Regions from separate parts of the Hordeum vulgare genome. Here region 2 is linked to region 1. A link is a contact called in public Hi-C data. All regions are on one chromosome and are shown on one strand. Each heading gives the region's core, a stretch centred on a gene start, on an enhancer-like site or on the middle of the called end of the contact. The rest is flanking DNA. Distances are from core to core; before and after follow the strand shown. Region 1 holds the start of LOC123443599 (protein LNK2-like). Region 2 holds the start of LOC123443601 (probable anion transporter 1, chloroplastic).

What was found. A called contact is a pair of places that touch in the nucleus more often than the background predicts.
Region 2: a contact with region 1 is called in a Hi-C map of seedling, with 6 times the contacts expected there. The contact joins the promoter of LOC123443601 here to the promoter of LOC123443599 in region 1. A contact is called at or near these places in 3 of 6 Hi-C or Micro-C datasets (leaf and seedling).

Annotation. Positions count from the first base shown.
Region 1 is chr3H:241,381,254-241,388,680 of MorexV3_pseudomolecules_assembly, reverse strand. LOC123443599 (protein LNK2-like) reads left to right here and starts at 3,851. Exons shown (of 8, transcript XM_045120057.1): 1 at 3,851-4,099. The coding sequence starts at 4,067.
Region 2 is chr3H:241,649,719-241,657,145 of MorexV3_pseudomolecules_assembly, reverse strand. LOC123443601 (probable anion transporter 1, chloroplastic) reads right to left here and starts at 4,295. Exons shown (of 10, transcript XM_045120059.1): 1 at 3,634-4,295; 2 at 3,444-3,551; 3 at 3,153-3,308. The coding sequence starts at 4,023.

The DNA of each region.
Region 1 (7,427 bases), core at 2,602-5,101:
CCCCTACTGTCACTGGGAAAGGTCACCACACAGTAAGAACCCAAAACCAAGCACTTCTCCCATTGCAAGAATCATAGATCTAGTTGGCCAGAAAAAACCCAAGACTCGGAGAGACTTACAAGGATATCAAATCATGCATAAAAGAAATCAACAAAGACTCAAATATATATCATAGATAATCTGATCACAAATCCACAATTCATCGGATCTCGACAAACACACCGCCAAAGAAGATTACATCGGATAGATCTCCATGAAGATCATGGAGAACTTTGTATTGAAGATCCAAGAGAGAGAAGAAGCCATCTGGCTACTAACTATGGACCCGTAGGTCTGAAGTGAACTACTCACGAGTCATTGGAGGGGCGATGATGATGATGAAGAAGCCCTCCAACTCCAAAGTCCCCTCCGGCAGAGCACCGGGAAGGGTCTCCAGATGAGATCTCGCGGAAACGGAAGCTTGCGGCGGCGGAAAAGTATTTTCGTGGATCCCTTGATTTTTTTCTGATTTTTAGGGAATATATAGGCGCAAGATCTAGGTCAGGGGGGAGCCACGGAGGCCACAAGCCTGCCCACCGCCGCCCCCTCGTGGCGGAGTGGGGGCTTGTGGGCTCCCTGTAGCCCTCCTGGCTTGGCCCACAAGCCCCCTGATCTTCTTTCGTTCGGGAAAAAAACATTTCGGGGATTTTATTCCGTTTGGACTCCGTTCCAAAATCAGATCTGAAAAGAGCCAAAAACACAGAAAAAACAGGAACTGACACTTGGCACTGAATTAATAAGTTAGTCCCAAAAAAGATATAAAAGGTACATAAAACATCCAAAGATGACAAGATAACAGCATGAAACCATCAAAAATTATAGATACGTTTGAGACGTATCATGCATCCATTAAGTAAAAAAAGGCTGTAGAGTCAACCTATAATGGCAGAGGCTAAAACTTTGAGATCGTTCCCTAGAAATTTATGGTGACAATGTTTCTGACATACTTATTCTTCTCTTTTACCGTAAACTATAATAGTATCTCGTTTTAATGTAGCTTATTTTGCTGTTGGTTATTTAAGGTGTTGGCAAATAAGCGATTATTCTCCACGATGAATCATTGATTGACTAATTAAGTTTACTCATTATCTAGGCTAGCCTTTTTGCAGGGAACTACGATCTTCTTCCTGCAATACACCTCATTCTAACATATTGTGCAATAGTTGTTTCTTATGCCATTTTTGTTGTTGTTATTGTTTCATTTTTTTATCTTGTTACTGATAGTTCTTTTTATGAATAGGTTGGGTCAAAGCAAATATCATCTATGATGTCATAGCAAAGGTTATCTGTCATGTAAGGCTCCTTGTGCCTTTTTTTGTTCTCGAGTAACTCGTTGTTATCCTAATTCCCACACAATCAAGGATACTAAATTTGGAGCAAAGTACTTAATGCGCAAAATAATTCAGATAACATTATGGTCAATGTACATAATTTACTTCGGATAGATTATATATTCTTGTAAGTACAAGGTGTAGGACCTAATAACGAAAACGGACCAAGGGCGAGGCGGGTTCCCTAGGGTTCCCCCTCCTCCCTCCCTCCGCCGGCCGGCCCCGCCCCCTCCCCCTCCTCCCCTCCCACTCCGCCGCCCGAGGGGCCCCGAATCCGCGCCCCCTCTCCCCCTCCTCCCCTCCCGCGACCCGCGCCGCCCCCGCGACGGTCGGGCCGCGCCCCCATCCTCCTGCCCGCTCGCCCCTCCCTTCCCTCCCTCCTCCTGTTGTTGCCGGTGCGCCGCGCCGGCCCTTGGTCGGGTGGCCCCAGTGGCGGCGGGACTCCGGCCTTTCCCCTCCTGGCTCGGGTGGCGCGGGGCAGCCCGGGGCCTGGTGGTGCGTCTCGGCGATAGCGGCCCGACGCGGCGGCGGGGCTCCCCCTGGTGCGGCGTGGATGGTCTCGGTGGCCGTGGTGCTGCCGTTGGTGGCTGGGTAGCGGTGGCAGCGATCCGGCCTTTCAGGCCCAGATCTGGACCCCCCGGGCCCGATCTGGGTCTGGTCGGGCCTGCCTCGTCGCCTCTGGTTGGTTTGGGGCGCGGCTCGTGGTGGGGATGACAGCGTTGACATCGCATCCCTGCAGCGTGATGATGGGAGCTTCACGAGCTTGTCCATGCCCGGCTGAGCTTTTGGGCTGCATGAGGGTAGCGGCGGTGGCGGCCTACGTGCAGCAGCACGTTAGCGGGGACTTTACGAGCCCCGGGACTTGGTCGGCGCTCGGCCGGACCTTCTTGGCCTGGTGTGTCCTGGCTACTGTGTCCGGTCGGCACCCGCTGATGGCAGTGGAGGACGCCCTTCGGGTGGCTGCGCTGCTGCTGCCCCTCGGTTCCAATGGTTTGGTGTGCTCTCGTCATCGTGTCCGGACGGCGACCGTCTTGGACGGTGGAGGTAGTCCCCTCCCGTGTGGTTGTCCCCCTGTCAGATCGTGTCTTCGGGTGGTTCGCCTCAGACTGACCGGCCTTGCTACGTTGACCACGGTGAGACGACGATGATGATTGCAAGACTGAGGTGGCGTTTGTTGGTGGATGGCATGCTTAGTGGTGCGTCTCTGATTGTCCGGGGGGTGGTGGCTTGGGGGTCGGGAGAAATCCTTGTCTTTTGACGTCGACATGGTGACGCTATAAAGAAAAAATATCCAAGGATTTCAAACAAAAGTGGAAATAGTCGAGGTGATCTAAGACTAGTCAATCAGTCTTGTTTTGCATACAAATTTGACTATGGTTTGGGTCTGGAATTCGAGATTGAGCATGAACCTATCAGATTTTGTTTCCGTTTTCAAGGGAGATGTTATATATGACATGATTGCTGGTATTGGCTCAATTTCTACTACAGTTATACAAAAAGGATATGTAAAGATGAGGAGAGTGAGTAATCACATGCTTTTTGTTACTCCGTTGTTCATATTTAGGACTAGATAGAGGGAAAGAGAGTTGCTAGCTCATACTACTTGAGAGTGAAGGTCATTAGGACTTCAATTTTTTGTATAGTACCTTATATGATGACATGTAGTTTTCGTATATACATATATTGAGATGTTTATGGGTAAATCTGGAGCTATGATGAGTTATCACAATAAATTTCGTATATAAATATGATGGCATGTAGTTTTCGTATATATATATATATATATATATATACTTCTCTTTTTATCATCTTCCCAACCGAATGTCCTTTTGCCTTACTCCCTTTGATGAGTTATCACAATAAATTCAGGTTTGAAAAATACATGAAGCATTGGTTTTAATTGTTTGGTTAATACAAATTACGAATTTTCAGAAAACAACTCACCATTCATGAATGTTATTAATCCATACAAAAAGCAAGAGACACAACGTAAACGTGGTAATATATCATGTCATCGTAAATGATAACATACCATATAAGAGAAACACACACCTACGCATGAGCGTTTATCTTGTTCATAGGGTATGACGTCCCGTGGCAACGCACGGACGATCAACTAATTTACTTAATGCAAAGATTGACTCGTGGATTCTCGTCGGCTTTTGTGGTTGATATTAATGTCTAATTAAATTTTTATTTTCAAAATATTTATGATGTATTTTTTCGCACCACATAATAAATGAGTCACGACAGCGTTGAGCACACACCGACCCAAACACAATAATGTCACTTTAAAAATGAGTCATGATAGCGCAAGCATCGATCTAAACATGTAAATGGATTAAAAAAGGGCAAAATCAGTGTACAGTTCGATGAGTTACTCTAAACCAGCGGTTTAGCCAATCGGAGAGCGGCATTTGATCGAGCTCTCTCCGCCACTACCTGGATGCGCTCCCTGCATACGTGGCGGTAGCCCCACCCCACACCCCCGCCAGGCCATTTCCCGGCCACCACGCGTCTGCAGCTCCCTGGACTCGGCTCCTCTCGTCTCGGTTGGGGGTGGGGATTGAGGATTTCTTCCTCGCTCCTTCTTTTGTTAGTAGCTGTCTGGATATATCGCTGGCACCCGGGAGACAGCACGAATCGTGCTCTCGTTCGGGCGCGGCCGCAGCTACCTGAGCTGGAGGCGGAGGAGGATGTTTGATTTCAACAGCGAATCCCAGCAGCAGGTGCGCCGCGGCCTCTCCCTTCTCCGCTCTGTTCTAATTTGCGTTCTCCTCACACGGTTAGATCTGGTATGGGTTCACAACGTGTCATGTATGTTGCGTTCTAGATTTAGGTGTGGTGGTTTGAGAAAGGGATTTTGCTATTCTTTGTCTCGTTTTTAGGTGCAAAATAATCCTAGACGTGCAGAGCTTTAGCGGATCTCCGAGACAGTTTGTGATTCGTTAATAATCTCTCCGCCCCCTGATTTTCGGGTGGGGGGCCATCTTCCAACTAATAGTATACCTTCAAATCAACTTCCCAGTAATATCTACATATACGGGCTTATTTTACATGAGATTACGGGGAAGTTGATTTGGAATCAGGGGGCGGAGAGATTATTAACAAACCACAAACTGTCTCGTCCGTAACAATCCTATAAGGCTGTCCGTAATGGAAGTATCATAGGTAGTATCATGTATGCTAACTAAGCAATTTCGATGAAGTGGCATAGAATTAAATGAAGAAAGAGAGAGTTGAGTATCATATTATGATACCGTATCATATTAAACGATGTGTTACAATGTGTCTTGCATGGCAATAAATGGACTACCTTATGATACTATGCATTACGGCTATGGTATCATACACTAGTATCATATGCATGATACTAGTATATGATACTACCATTACAACTAGCCTAAAGCTCTGTACGTCTAGGATCATTGGTCTGAGCGCAGCAGAGCAACTCGCTTTGACAATTTTTTTTGACGGGAGCAGTCATGGTTTACTACTAGTCCTAGTTACGGGTGTAGCCGGTAAGACTGCTAGTACTAGTTATGGGTGTAGCCAGTAAGACTGCCTATTGCTTCGAGGAGTACTGGAATACTGCGCGACGTGCTTGAGAGGGGAAAAACCACAATAAATATTTTGTATGTGTGTAGTGTTGCTGCAATCTGGCTCTCACATATTGCTGACACCAGTCGTCTTAAATGAGATGTATCTTGTGTGCAGTTGATTAGTTACCGAATGCTGCAAAGTGAACAAATAATGGTTTGACGTCCGGAATCTTTATTAGAGCATCTTCAATAGATGCTCCAAATTTTGGCGGTCCAAACAGGTGATGGTCCAAATTTGGAGCACCAAAAAGTGCTTTTTTACATCTTCGAAAAAGGCTTAACTCCAACAGATGGTCCAAAACGGAGATGTAAAAAAAAAGAGCATCTCCAATAGATGGTCCAAAACAAAGATGCAAAACCGGCCTGCGGTCGCGCGGCTGCTGTTCAGCCCTGTATAGCCGCGGTTTTGCGTTCAAATATCACTTCAAATTCGAAGTAAGTGCATCATCATCATAGTTCAAATCATAACAAAAGTGCATTATCATCATCATAGTTTGAAATCTCTCTACCAAAAGTGCAATGTCCCAATCAAAGTTTTTTGGCCTACAAACTAAAATACACATGAATATCATTCATGCGGATCATCAACACCACTGGCCTTGTGAACCGTGGTACGATCATCATCATCACCGACTTCTTTGTCGACGTTGTGAAGCGGTGAAGTACCGTTGTCGAGAGCATGACCGGAAGCACCTTCATTGCCTGGTATCATCGAAGCCCTCATCGTCCATGTCAAGATTGTCATTGTTGAAGGGGAATAGAGGGATTGGTGGAATTGTTGTTGTATTGCTTGAGCCTCATGGGCATATATATATAGGAGTACAATGATCAACTTGGAGTACAAGGCAAGCTAGGACAAATCCTAGTCTATCTCATATTTCCTAATAATCAGTATACTCAACACCCCCCCGCAGTCACAACGGTAGCGACGCAGATGGTGAGACTGGAGAAGAATCCGAAGGTAAGCCAACGGTCATCCCCCCACTGTCGTAACGGTCGATGCATCGCGGAAGTCGTGGCTGGAGTGAAAATCGACGAGATTGCTAAAGCAAGGCGGTAGCCCTTTGTGTCGATGTCGAGGTAACCGAGAGCGTAGGGTGGTGTAGCCGTGGTCGAGGTAGCCGTGCGAAGAACGCCGTGGTCGATGTCGAGTCGGGGTAGCCGGTGTCGAGGAAGTCGTCGTGGAGCCGTGGGCGCAAGGAGGCGCCGAGTTAGTCATGGGCGCAGAGGTGCGCTGGGAAGAAGACGTAGCTGACGACACGTAGCGCCGGGTTTGCCAAGTACGGGGACACATCGTGGACGAAGGCACGCATCGGTGTTGCCAGCACTGCGCATGCGTAGACGGACGAAGTCGATGTTGGCGATGCGCCGCGCCAGGCTTGCCAGGCCTAGGAGCACATCGGGGACGAAGGCACACGTCGGTGTTGCCAGCACCGGGCATGCGGAGACGGGGACTTGCACACAACCTATACGCCATGTCGAGGAGGCTAGCAGAGAAGGACTCGACGACGGTTGCGGCGCAAATCGGCGTGGGCCGATGTTGCCCGCAATGGTCGGAATAGATGAAGTGGTCGGGGAAGACGAAGGCGACGCTCGCAATGAGCTGGTGATGGACGAACATGAAGGAGGTGGATGGGCGGTGCGGCTCGAGTGAGCGAGCTGCAGCAGCGCCAAAGGAGAGCGGCGGCGGCGGCTGGTTAAGAGCGCGGCGGCGATGCTCGAAGTAGGCGAGGAAGAGCCCGACAGCATGACGAAGACCGGCGCGGACGATGGCGTTCCCGTGCCGAAGGAGACGGCGCGGCACATACCACCGGAAGTCAACGCGCGGGGATGGCCGAGTGGACCGTGCGCTGCGTTGCTACGACCCGAAGGGGCGATGAAGCGGCAACGCGTGGGTCGGGACGACGGCGGGAAGACCTCGGGGTGGCTGCGTAGACTGCGTGCCGCAACGCTACGGCCCGAAGGAGCAAAGCAGCGGCGGTCGGCGGGCCGTTGCAGCCACGGGGACGGCCTCGGGCGGCGGCGGGGACCGCGTGCCGCTGCACTACAACCCGAAGGGGCGGTGTAGCAGCGGCTTGCGGGTCGGGGCAACCATGGGGAAAACCACTGGGCAGCGGCGCCGCGCCCGACGGGGCAACGCAGCGGCAGCCCGTTGCTCGATCGGTGGAGGGGCGCTCTGTACTCGGGACAACCTTCACAGGACCTGCGGAGGCGCATGCAACCGACTGATCAGGTCAGTCGCATGGCGCGAATGTAGTCGATCGCGGCGGGCGGGTGATCAATCTGATCGCACACGAGGTCCGGGGCGCTGCTCGATGATGATGACAGCGTCGTGGACGATGATGCGAGGTGGCCGAGCAGACCTAGGCGACTTCGGCCAACGGGGAACGACATGCCAGAGGAGGCCGGTGATGGGCCGGGGAGCCCGAGGGAGCCGGCAGGCCCGAGGCAGCGG
Region 2 (7,427 bases), core at 3,046-5,545, 270 kb before region 1:
AAGAATTGGAATTTTCGAGTTTGGAATCGGTACCACCGAGATTTGGAAATTGCCCTAGGTCACCATATCGACACCACCGAGATTCATATATCGGTCTCATCATGAATTCTAAAGTTGCCACATTGGACTTGTGTCGAATATTGTGTACAAGGTAGGTTACAGTTGGACTTGTAGTTGTATTGTGTTTAGATAGGATATGGAGTCGTGTCCAAACAGGACACTTGTATCCTAGGCCTCTCATATATAGCGGGGGTAGACACACGATGTAACCTAAGCCAACATAATAGCACAGGCGCGCGCGCGCGGGGGGGGGGGGGGGGGGCGTGTGCCGGTGCTCGGGCGGCCGACGTGCGGTATTGTGACGGTGTCACGGGAGGAGCGCCCGTAGTCATGCCCCGAGGATGTAGCCATATCGGTGAACCTCGTTAACAAATTTCGGTGTCGTGCTTGTGTGATTGCTTGGTCCTCGGTAGATCGGCGAAGAGCCTCGGTTTATTCTAACAAGTGGTATCAGAGCCCAGGTGCCTGGAATAAATCTCGGTGGACTCACGGATGGTCGGTCATGGTTGGTGGGCTGGAGATGCTGGTATTGGCGGGCCCATGGTGACCGATGTGTGAGGGGGAGATTGTTGGGTTTAGTCCCACATCGGTTGTGGGAGAAGTAACACGACTTATAAGGGTGAGAGTGTCCCCTCCTAAAAGGCTAGTCTTTTGGGGGGAGAGGGCCCAAGGCCTGTCATAAGTCGGTGTTGCTCTCCTTGCTCTCCGGTTGGGCCTATTGACGCATCTGGATCGGAAACGCTGGTGTTAGCGGACCCGGGATTGCGTAACATCGTGCAACTCAGTACCATCGAGGTTCATGTCGCTGTCATCGAGTTGTGCAATAATGTTTTAACGGTTAGATTTTTGGCGATGCCTATATATACCCCTCCACCATCTCTCATTCGTAGAGGAAGCACTCAGAACACACACACTTGTCATATTCATTTTTGTGAAAGAAAGCCACCTACTCATGTGTTGAGATCAAAATATTTCAATCCAATCATTTGAAACTCAATCCAATCATTGAAACTTGATTTCTAGCCTCCACAAGTTGCTTTCCACCCAATCAATTTCTTCGACCCATGCCAAATTTGCGAGAGTGATTGAGTGTTGAGGAGACTATCTTTTGAAACACAAGAGCAAAGAGTTCATCGTACTACCGCATTTATTACCTTTTGAAGGGTGATGCCTCCTAGATTGATTAGGTGTCGCTTGGAAGCCTCATACTTCGTGTTGTGGAGTTGAACCAAGAAGTTTGTAATGGTAAAGAGATCGCCTACTTCGTAAAGATCTACCCCGAGTGAGGCTATTCCATCGTGGACGGCACGTCACTTGGGCAAAGACGACTCTGCTAGAGTTTCTCTAAGCGTCCGAAACCTAGCGCCAGCAGCCTCCCGCTCTTCCCCACTCCCTCCCACTCCCTCCCCCTCCAACCCTAGCCGCCCAACTCCCTCCCCCTCCCTTCCTCACCGCCGCGTGAGGCAGCTGCGTGGGGAACTCCAGATCTGGAGCGGCGGCTCCATGGACGAGGCACGGCAAGCTAGCAGCTGTGCAGGCGGTGGATCTGGCGTCCGAGCCGCGCGGGCGGCGGGATCCAATGGTCGTTGGCGGCCGACGGCGGCTTCTGCGGTGGTCAATGCACGCGATCTGGCGCATCCCCTCCTCCCATGTTCGGCGTGCGGGCTAGCCTGGTCGGGCCGCGCTTCCTTGGGTCGCCGGTTCTGTACAGGAGGCGCTGCTGGTGACGGGGATCTAGTTCGGGCGAAATCCCTGGCCGGCCATGGCCGGCCGCGTCAACGGCGACGCCTGAGGGCGTCGTTTCCCTCCTTGGAGGCGTCGGTATGGACTGATCCCCTCACTTCCCCTTGCCCTAGGTCTCCCGAGCGAAAGCCCTAACTTTGTTGGGCGGCGACGGCGCTCACGGTGTCGTTCCCTTCTTGAAGGCGCCGCTTTGGGAACGTTGGGGCTGGGTGGTGCTTGTGGGTGGTGGGCGACAGCGGTGGTGCGGCCCTATCCTAACATGGATCTACGTCCGCTGCTTGGAGATGGACTCGCGTAGGTGGAGGTCGTCATTTGGCGTCATGGTGGCGTCGATGGCGGAGGCACCTGCCAAGGCTGGTACCTCAATCTGCTCTGAAGATGAACCAGTGGAAGATGGTGGCGGCGACACGTGTGAGTGCGTCAGACCGGTTTGTGCCACTGACCCGGTATGTGGCTCGGTCGGGGCCTCCGGCTTTAGATGTTAGGCTTAGGTGAGAGGTCTGGGTATTTGGCTCAGCTTGCACCCCTTCATCATATGGATAGGAGTAGCGGCAAATGTTGCCAAGATGGCGGATTCAGACATATTGTTGTACTACTTTGTAAGGTACTCGGAAATAATCAATAAAATGGTCGCATGCATCTCCCAGATGCAGAGACCGGGGGTCATCCTCCTTTTCTAAAAAAAATCCATCATGGACATAAGCCATGATGGAATAGACAAAGTTGCTTCTCTATGGACCCTCCATGGGTTGAGCCCTTCGTGGACTCGCGCGACCGTTATCCTCCGTGGGTTGAATTCTCCACTAACGTGGACATACGATAGCATCACCTATCGGAACCACGCCAAAAATCATCGTGTCAACCTTTGCGTTTGATTTCCCTATCCCTACCCTCTACTTACATTTGCATGTCATTACTTTCTGCTACTATACTCTTAAATATGCATGTGTAAGTTGTGCTTGACTAGTTACAATTGCTAAAACTGGCCCACAACTAAAATTAGAAAAAGACTAAGTTTTTATTTAGTCAAGAAATCTAATCACCTCTCCTCTAGACATACTTTGGATCCTACAACTTTGTGTCATGCATGACAATAAACAAGATTATATATGATATTACACTATGATACTATGCACTAGTATCATATGCATGATCTTAGTATATGATACTCCCCACTATGAGTAGCCTAGACCCGTGCAAATTATCAAAGGCAAACTGGATGATACATAATGCACCAAATGTTCAACTTGACCATGAAATTAGGAACCGGATTCTATGACTCGCTGAAGCAAAGTCACAGTGCTACAGTGACGTGGCTTTGTACTGTAAGGATGATTATCAAGGCTTACCTCGCCAATTCCCATAAAAGCACGCACAATAAGGAGAAATGGCAAGCCTAGCTTTGCAGCCACAGGCGTAAGAGCTGTGGCGACGGACCACCAAATCACGCCGAAACCAAGAACAGTCTTCCCCCCAACTTTGTCTGCCCATATCCCTCCTGCTATCTGCAATGACAATGGTGTTAGATACACTCAAGGGGAGGGAGTAAATGGCCGATCTTCCATGAATAATACTGTAGATACAAACTGTGTGCATGTGCAATATTATTCAATGGTTGCTCCCCAGTCTGAACCACTGACCTGAGTTAGGAGGTAGCCCCAAAAGAAGGACGACTGGATGAGGCCGACGGTTTGCGGGTTCCAGCCGTACTCCACGGACATGGGCATGATGGCAATGCTCATGTTTACCTGCAAATTAATGTCAACCATTGCTGGAGGTTCAGTAGCTATGGATATCGATGGTGAGGAATGAGGGGGGATGCGCACGTACACGGTCCATGTTGCAGAGGAGGAAGGCGGAGAAGCAGAGGAAGACTATGGCCCAGCGCTTCGGGAACTGGCCCTGCTCCTCCTCCCCCGGCTCGGCGTCCTCCAGCAGCAGCTTCCTTACCGAGTCCAGCAGCTCCACGCCGCCGTCCTCCCCCTGTTGCGCATCCGCGTGCAGCGGCTTATCCCCGTCCCGGCGCGACGACGGGGTGTCCGGCTGGACGTCTGCCCCGCGGAGCGCTCGCCTCCGGACTCTAACGCCAAATCCGTTGTTGGCGTGGAGCCCTGGCCCGGTTCTCTGGGACGGCGAGCCGCCGTCGACGAAGCAGCGGTGCGGCGGCGGGCCACCGCTCCGGTACTGGGCGGAGAGGGAGAGCGGGAACAGGCGGAGCATGGCGCCTGTCCTCGCCTTACCCTGTGCACTTACGTGGCTTTTTTGCTTGCGTGCTCGATCGGCTCGGCGCAGATGCTAGCAAGATTTTTGACTCCCCGGCCTCCTCTGGAGAGGTGGATTCGACTATGGGTGCGAGGGAAGCGTCGAAGTGGCCATCGTGCGCGCCTGGGGCAGACGAATGGCTCTCCTTGGTCGACCACCCCGACGGGACGATTGTGTCTGGCTATAGGCTATCTGCGCAGCGCAGCTCGCCATCTGGACGCGAAACGCGGCATGCCATGCATGTACCATCTCATGTGCGTTGCATTTCCTCTCGGGAAACAACCTGGAGTCAGGACTTTTTTTTTTTGGAACTTAAAGATTTATTCAACCAGGAGCATTTTACAGAAAGAAGTAACACGCTGGATACAGTGAGAATTTCTCTGATTGGACAAAATCCTCTATCTGAACTTAAACAACGAAACATTAAAGGTCTATTCTGCCTTTTCAAAGCTAGTCTTGCAAGATGACGAGCCTTGAGATTGATTCCTCTATTAATGTGAGAAACCATGCTCCTCTGAAAAGAATGATTGTTTTGTATCTGGGCTATTAAAGGTCCCTTTCCCAGTGTCCTAGAGCAGAGAAAATGTTTATCGCTTTTGTTGCCGAAACAAGCACTCAACAATTTGTGAGAAAATGAGGATCCTGAATGTTGAGTATCTCCGCTAGCCTAGTCCCAAGCAAGAGACCAAAAATCTCTGCCTGAAGAGGAGAAAAAGTCAGACGGGACATTGCCAAGATGTGAAGATGTTGGATGTGTTGATTGTTCTGAAATTGGATGAATATTTCAATTCACGCATAATTAGTAGCGTGATCTGGTTGTATTCAACATGCAACATCACAAAAGATAAGAGTAGCGTGATCTGCTTGGATCGCCTACAAGGAAGGTGTTGACACCATGTGCTTATTAGAGGCAAGATAGGATGATCAATGAACATTTACCTACTACATCAATCCAATGCTATCTCGGTAACAAGTATCTACTTCATGCATGCATTTCTTGTATTCAACCTTTTCTAGGTTGCACCATGGCATAAATTTCTTGAATCGTTCATGTGGTACTTGTTTCCTTTCTCAAAGCATCCCAACGATGATGTCGTATTGCTAGTTGTGATGTCTTTGATCTTCGTGAGTTGGAAGTTCATTTTTGTATAACAAAAAAATATTAGACCATGTGTTATGCTTTCAAGCAAAGATCTTATTGGTATGTTTATGACTTCCTTCTGGATATCTTGTTCGTTCCTTCTTATAACAACTTTGTGTGTACATCCTTCTTTGTGGATATATATCATCATGATTCTCTTCTACCTATAATCTTTTACACATGAGAGAAGTTACATCTCTAATTGATATCCTCTTTTCTTTCACGTCCACCTTTGAATTTTCTTTTTCAGTTTCTGGTGGTTTCGTGAAAGTATTTGTCTTGAGTGCAGATCTTATATCCTTGCATCTTGATGCACTCGTTGGTGGTGAAGATTATTTTTCCTCATGTTTGTCTTGACGAGGGTTTTGCCATTTCGATTGGTATCCCTCCTCTTGACAAGGTTATTATTGCCTATCTTCACCATGGGTTGTCAAAGCATTGGTTCTTAATTTGTTTATTAGTAAGCTTGTTAACCCATTTGCTAGTAGTGTGTGTGGGAAGGATATGTCTTGCACTTTGTTTCTCATTTCATCAAGACTATGTTGATGAGTAATGCTCAACCATATCTTAGTCTTCTCCAGTTCTTTGCCATGACTCACACACATCATTTTGGTTGGGCCTATTCTTAAGTTGCCTCTTTTACACGTTGCTCAACCATTTGTTTTGTGCAAGTGATATGCTTATTGTCTTATCTACTTGCTTGCGCTTGTTGTGTGTTTTTATTAACTTTGGGGGAGCAATGATCCTATTTTGTGTGCTTGTATCAAATAAAAAAAATCTTATTAGTGCAAAAATCATGGGGAGCTTCTCTAGTTTTGATAAAACACTACTTTGCCCATATCATAATATCTTTTATTCATGCGGTTCGAAGGACCATGTGATTGCTTGTTCCTTTTGGTATCTTTTGATTGCTTGCTTCTCTCATTTCTATGTCTTTGTGACATATGATCCTTTTTGCAATCTTTGGGTCCTCGATATAGTTTGTTTTTCTCCAACTACTTATCATTGTATATGTGCATTTCTTTGCACTCTTTTGTTGAGAAGTACACACTTTTTGGAGGACCATCTATTATATTGACTTTTTAAACTTTTCGTCCATTTTGGCAATCGATGCCAATGGGGGAGAAATTTACAGAGTTTAGTTTGGAGATGTTTAGAAAGTTTTGCTTTTATTGATTATGCATTTTCATCTCAAACACATGCACTCTTGCTTTGTATGTGTGTGCTTGGTTATGCTTATTTCCTTATATAAACTCTCTTGAAAGTGATTGTCATCAACTACCAAAATGGGGGAATTGTTGGAGCATATTTCTCCTGATGTGGTTTTGATAATTGATGACAATCCATATGTACTAATGGTTGCCTTATGTTATATTCGAAAAAAAAATTCCATAGGCACTTCTTGAAGTCCATCTGTTGGTTTCAAGGAGTTTATATGATGACCAAGGTGGTATTCAAGGTATTATCCAAAGAATGGTCATAAAGCCACAAGGTTGATCAAGACTAAGACAAAGAGTAAATCAAGTTGATCAACACAGAAAGCGTACAAGATGTACCGAGAGGGATCAAGTTATCCCATGGTATGGTAAGCATTGTCCATTACAATTTTGTGTACTAACCCATGGTCTTCGTGAGAGTTCTATGTGGGGTTAGGTGTGTTTTCATGGGCTTGCGTCAAAGAGGAAGATCCCATTCAACCAATGAAGGATGACATCAAGTGGTGATCGTCATCAATATTGCGGTGTGCAAGTTCAAGTGGATCATCACGAAGACATCATGCTTGAAGCTTGTCGTCCATTGTGGTGGCAGTGGACTTGTGAAGATGTGCTCAAGAGTGGCTCACCCATAGTGAGTATGGGGGAGCAATCAACCAGTCTTCATCAAGCCAACACACTCAAGAAAGATGGTACATCTTGAGGAAGTCAAGATCATCATAATCTAGCTCAAGTGGACTATGTGCAAGGTATAGGTTTACCCTTGATAGGTTTTTCTATTTTAGGATAGATTGCCATATTGTCAAGGGGGGCTCTCAAGTGAGTAGTTTGATGGTATCATTTGTTGAGAGCTCATCGAAAACGGAGTTCATGTGCATCTTCTATGATGTTTTCGATGTTGGAGCTTTTGTCGGTTCTTCATCCATAGAGGTTTCACATCTCTATATCATTGGCATTTTTCTACTACCTCTTATTTCTATAACCATTCTTTGTTTGAATTGTACTTG